2 separate regions of the Mus musculus genome follow, and region 1 is linked to region 2. A link is a contact called in public HiChIP or PLAC-seq data. All regions are on one chromosome and are shown on one strand. The core of a region is the stretch at or near the end of the contact, and the rest is flanking DNA. Distances in the headings are between cores, read along the strand shown.

Region 1 (2,700 bases), core at 78-2,577, 910 kb before region 2:
ATGTCAAGTTGAATCTGACAGACAGTATTATTATTATTATTATTTTGTTTTGCTTTTGAGAGAGCATTTTCTTTCTTTTTTTCTTTTTTGTTTTTGGCTTTTAGGAGCATGTGAGAGATGCCTTGACAGCTGCTGCTGTGTTACACACACATGCCCAGTTTCCTCTGGTGTCTCTTGCCCACCCAAGAACACCTTTAGCAACTGTAAAGCCATATTTTTAAGTTTTTTATGTTAAAATTCTAACTTATTTTGGTACACATTTAAGCTATTCTTTAAAAAAAACATCATTACATTGATTTGTGTACACTGGCATGCATATGGAATCATTACATTTGTGAATGGCATGGCATGCGTATGGAGCTCAGAGGACACCCTTTAGGAGTCTCTTCTTTTTCTCCAACATGTGGATTCTCAGATTTGATAGTTCTTTCTTGCAGTTATTTGGGGTTAGAATTACAAAACATCCCATTCATAATGAAAGAGGTTATCTCTAGGACATGGCACATCAAGGTATGATTCATAATCGGCACATGGATGTCCACTATGATAGCTCAGCTTCTAGCTGCCTTTGCCTCAGCCTACTGCCCCAGAAAGCCTTCCCGTGCACCACAGAAAGAATCAGCCACTTCCTAACAGACTTCCACACTTCATGAAACCCTTTCCCATTGTGCACAGATCAGTGGATTGTCATCAGTTCCTCTGAAGGGCAAAGACCACACTGCTGGACATAGTGGGACCACGACAAAGAGTTGCTAGAGAGGCGGGCATTGGTTCGGAAAGCCCTGGAGTTTCTCTGTCAGGCAGTTTTCCCGATGAGATCATATCTAAGAGATGAGTAATGAGGTCAAACAGTTTGTGAACAAAGCAAAGGCTCATTGATTTCCTGCCAAGGCCATCAGATATCATGGGCACACACTTCATCTTTGTTTTTGCGATGAGATCTCCAATACCCAGGTGCCCTTGAACTCACTGTGTGGCTCAGGGTGATCGTGAGCTTAGGATCCTCCTGCTTCAATCTCTTGAGTGCTGGGATGGCAGGTGGTACCCATCACAACTGCCCCACTTTATATGAATCTGGGCTGCATGGAGCTAGGTGATGGCTCTACCGAATGAGCTACAGCCCAGCTCAGCCCATCACCTTATACACCTACTTATTTGATCACTTCTATACATCCTAACCATTGCCCGATCTGGTTTAGAAGCTCAAGCCAAAGAGAAACTTTCCATCTTGCTGAACTTCCCATCACACAGCTGACACTCTCTGTCCTGCTTGCTATGGGCTGGTGAGCGGCATTAATTTGGTTTCTCTACCATTTCTCAAGTCTCAACGTCTGCTGAATCAAGAGAGCCAGGGAGGAAGGGAAGGAAGGGACACACGCATGTGCTTGTATTCACCAAGCATCTCAGAAGTAATTTAATAGGGCTCAGGTTGCCTATGTCTTACTAATCAGTTTCATTCTGGGGGCTGTTTGCACAGCACTTCTAACACATTTCTAATAAATTAAAATGGGCTGAAGTGGTAAAATACACCGAAGATACAGTAAGCAGTCTGCAGACTGCACAGAGAGGCCATTATGCTAAGAGGAAGTAGGAAAAGCAATCGTAAAATTTTGAAAAATTATGCAATAACTGTGTGCTCATTGCCCATCTGTATCCATTACAATGATCTACTTCATAGACATATAAATAGAATGGGGAAGTCTCGGATCTGCCGTGTTCTAACTTCAGTGGGTGAAATTCAATTAGAGTCTTCAATAAAGGAAATCAGATGGATGCCAACATTTGTCTCTATGCCTCTTTATGAACTTTTAAAGTTACTCATTGCGTTTCTTTCCCATTCTTCCCGTTTTTCTTCTCAGAAAGCCTCTTTTGTGGCGAGACAAGAAAGGACAATTGCTTGGGTCTGCTGAGGAGGAGGGGTGGCACCATGCTTGGTGGGGGCATTAAGTTCCGCAATCCCACCTTCCCTGAGCACTCCACCAAGCTCCACCAGGACAACATCCTGTCGAATGTTTGCCAAAGAAAAGGACCACACAGATAAGACCGTAAAATTGCCAGGAACTCAGTACAGGTTTTACCACATGCTGATCAAAAGGGCTTAACCAAGATGGGTTTTAATCATATTTGGGCACTAGAGAGTTCTCAGGCTCAAAGACGTGGTTCTGTGTCTTGTTTCATTTTGGCAAAGCTCTCTTTTCTTCAATAACCCCAGAAAAACAAAGCAGACACAGCAAAGTCTTGATCAATTCTGTAGCTCTGCTCAAACCAAATAGACCACCTGGAGGGGTCTTTCTCTAAGCATCGGGTCTCTATATTTTTGTGATTATTTTTGAAATGTACATGCTTATTTAAACAATTGCCCTTTTTGAAACTAAGCCACTTTAAATTGTGCTGGGATTCATACAAATGAGAAAGTTAAAAAAAAAAAAAGAAGAAAGAAAGAAAGAAAAAGCTTAGCTGTGTCTGTTATTATTTTGTAATGCTCAATATCAAAATATGTAGCAAAACTTTTAAAAACCCTAAATGTGGAAGTTCTTGTTATAGCATGAAGAAACAGTGTGGCCTAGAGAACTATGGGAAATTAACAACCTTGCCCTGCAAAACAAAATACCCTGTGAGATAGCCTTGCCTTACTGGGCAGACAACACCTTGTTCTTCTTTCTCTTCCTTTTTTCCGTACCCCTTGTTCATTTCCTTGTG
Region 2 (2,700 bases), core at 60-2,559:
GAAACCGAGATTCAGGGTCTGAGCACACTTTCCAAATGTGTGGCGTGGCTCTGCAGTATTATATAGGGATTCTGGGGTTCCACCACAGTCCCCTGACTGGAATCTGGGGTATATTACAGGGAGTCTGGGTCCCATTGCAGTTCCCTGAATGGAGCGTATGGTATTATTGGAGTAGTTCCGGGGTGTGGGGTCCCACGAAAATTCCCTAACTGAAGTCTGTGGTGTGGTGGAGACTCTGGGGTGTAGGGTCCCAGAACACTTCTGTAATTGGAGTTCTGTGGTATCAGAGTCTATGGTGTGGTGGGAGGACAAGTGTGAAATGGGCTCACACTGTCCTGAATGAGTCTGTGGCGTGGTGAGATACCCACTGTGTAAAACTGTGCGCATGTCCCTGACTAGAGTTCCATGGTACTAGGATTCTGGGGTGTTCGGGTCCCAGCACATTTCCCTGACTGGAGTCTGTGGTGTGGTGGGGAGTCCAGGAGTGAGCTGGAAGCACACTTCTCTGACTGGAGGCTGTGGTGTGGTGGGGATTCTGAGGCGTGGGGTCCCAGCACACTTCACTGATTGGAGTTCTGTGATTCAGAGTCTATGGTATGGTGAGGGGACGAGTATGAGATGGGCTTATACTACCCTGGCTGGAGACTGTGGGTGTGTAAGGGGTCGGGGAGTCCGGGTGTGAGCTGGGAGCACACTTCCCTGGCTGCAGGCTGTGGAGGGAAGTCTGGATGTGAGCTGGGAACACACTTCCCTAACTGGAGTCTGGGGGGGGGGGTGCTGGGGGGGGTAGACCGGGTGTGAACTGGGAGCACATCTCCCTGACTGGAGACTGTGGTGTGAAGGAGAGACCGGGTGTGAGCTGGGAGCACACTTCCCTGACTGGAGTCTGTGGAGGGGAGTCTGGGTGTGAGCTGGGAGCACACTTCCCTGACTGGAGTCTCTGGGGGAGTCCGAGCACACTTCCCTGACTGGAGTTCTGTGCTGTGGGGAGTCCGGGTGAGGGAACCGAGGACCCAGACGAGCCCTTCCTGTCACCCCGAAGCTGCTGCCCCCCACTCACTAGAGATCCCCGAGAACGCGGGCGCGGGTCGCAGAAGGAACCGCCCGCGGCTGGCTTACCTGAGGCGGAGGGCCGCCGAGCTCCACAAGTTGCAGTTCCGCCTCCCGGGACCCGCCCGGCTGCCAGATCGCCACTCTCGACGCGGCCGCCCCCGCGCCCTACACGGCGACAGGAGCCGGGGCCGGAGCACAGCGCCCGGCTGACATCACCGCCGCCCAGGTGCCGCCTCCCCTCGGTCCTCCTCGTCCCACCGCCCCGCCCCTCCCCCGGCGGGAACCAGCCCCAGGGGCGGAGGGGGCGGGGCCTCGCGCTTGCGGCCCGCTGATTGGCCGGGCGCGCGGTCACTCCGAGGCGGCGCCTGGTCTCCCACATTCCTGGCCGAGCCCAGCGGAGCTGGGAGTGGGCGTCGGTGGGGAGCGCGCCCGGTCCGCTGCGGTCCGTAGGGCGCGGATAAAGGGCTGCGCTGAGCCGGGCGGTCGCTCGCAGCTCTTCCCGGGTCAGAAGCGACGCTCATCCCGAAAGAACGCCTCTGTGTCGCGGACCGAGCGGACGTGGCGGGCGGGGAGCCCCGCGGATAAAGTAAAAGGCCCCGGAGGGGAAACTGAGGACTTACAGAGACTGAGCGGACGAGGATCCCAGAGGTGGCCACCCTAGTTCCGCGTGGTCATCTAGCGGCGCTCAACCACGTGGCTGCTTTTGCATTTAGTAACGAGACAAAAATAAAAATAAAAAGACACGCAAGCTTCCAGAGAAATAAAATGAACTCTCCAGAGGGAGGGGGTAAATGTTTTACTATTTATATTTTTTCGAGGTTTTCCCCCCCTCTCCCCCCCCCCGCTGTGACACATATCAAGGCTGGTCTTCAAATTGTTATCTTTTTACCTTAGCCTTCCTAATAGCTGAGGTTACAGGCCCACACTCAGCAATAACCTGCTTTTTAAAGATTTTTTATTATTATTTTTGTTGGAGTTTGTTGTTGTTGTTTGTCCTGTCGTGAAACTGTGTGTGGACCAGACTGGTCTTGAACAGCTATCTGCCTGCCTCCGCCTCAAACTATTCAAATCAAAGATGTGTACCACCACACCCAGCTATTTTTGTTATTTTGTTTAATTATGTGTAGTATGTGTGTGTACCCATGGAGGCTAGAAGCATTGAATTCTCCCAGTTGTGAGATAGGGGCTGTGGGCTGAACTCAAGTGTTTCTGCAAAAAGAGCAGAAGAGGTTAACTGTTTGGCCATCTCTTCAGGCCCTATGCTGAACTTTTTAAGTCCCATAAGGCTTCTGTTTTGATGCACAACTGAAAAGGGAGAACCCTCACAACTGAGTTCAAACCACATGATAATAATTACTGTTGAACCAATTGCAGTGACTGAGCTAACAATTAAGAATTAACTACTATTTACCCTCTGGTGGATATCAGCTGTGTAATCCTCTTGGCTGCAAAGTCAGGGAGATTCTCAGGAGCCCTTCTTTCAGTTTCCCCTGTCAGACCCAGAACTGAACTGAATAATGAAAAGCAGCTTTATGGATACAGAATATGATTAGTTTCTGTTAGCTTTTTGTTGGCTATGAGCCTCCCCAGCCCCCACCGCCGCCGCTGCCACCACCCTGGGGAACGGAAGGTGGTGTGTTTGTGTAT

Evidence for each region. HiChIP or PLAC-seq counts read pairs in DNA pulled down with a chosen protein or histone mark.
Region 1: an H3K27ac HiChIP or PLAC-seq map of acute myeloid leukemia shows a contact between it and region 2, with 11 times the contacts expected there. The contact joins the enhancer-like site here to the promoter of Ppfibp1 in region 2. A contact is called at or near these places in 3 of 39 promoter capture datasets (cranial neural crest and hippocampal neurons) and 4 of 115 datasets of contacts at active chromatin or transcription factors (T-cell acute lymphoblastic leukemia, acute myeloid leukemia, bone marrow-derived macrophages and 1 more).

What each region holds. Positions count from the first base shown.
Region 1 is chr6:147,798,143-147,800,842 of GRCm38.p6, reverse strand. No RefSeq gene overlaps it. Among named protein-coding and RNA genes, the nearest start is that of Gm15762, 79 kb to the right of the region's middle. Within about 2 kb of position 1,327, at least 31 of the 459 cell types and tissues checked have an H3K27ac peak or open chromatin away from gene starts, as enhancers often do. A contact at or near this core is called in acute myeloid leukemia and bone marrow-derived macrophages, where this site is marked.
Region 2 is chr6:146,887,103-146,889,802 of GRCm38.p6, reverse strand. It overlaps Ppfibp1 (PTPRF interacting protein, binding protein 1 (liprin beta 1)), which reads right to left and starts at 1,309. Exons shown (of 31, transcript NM_001355728.1): 1 at 1,120-1,309.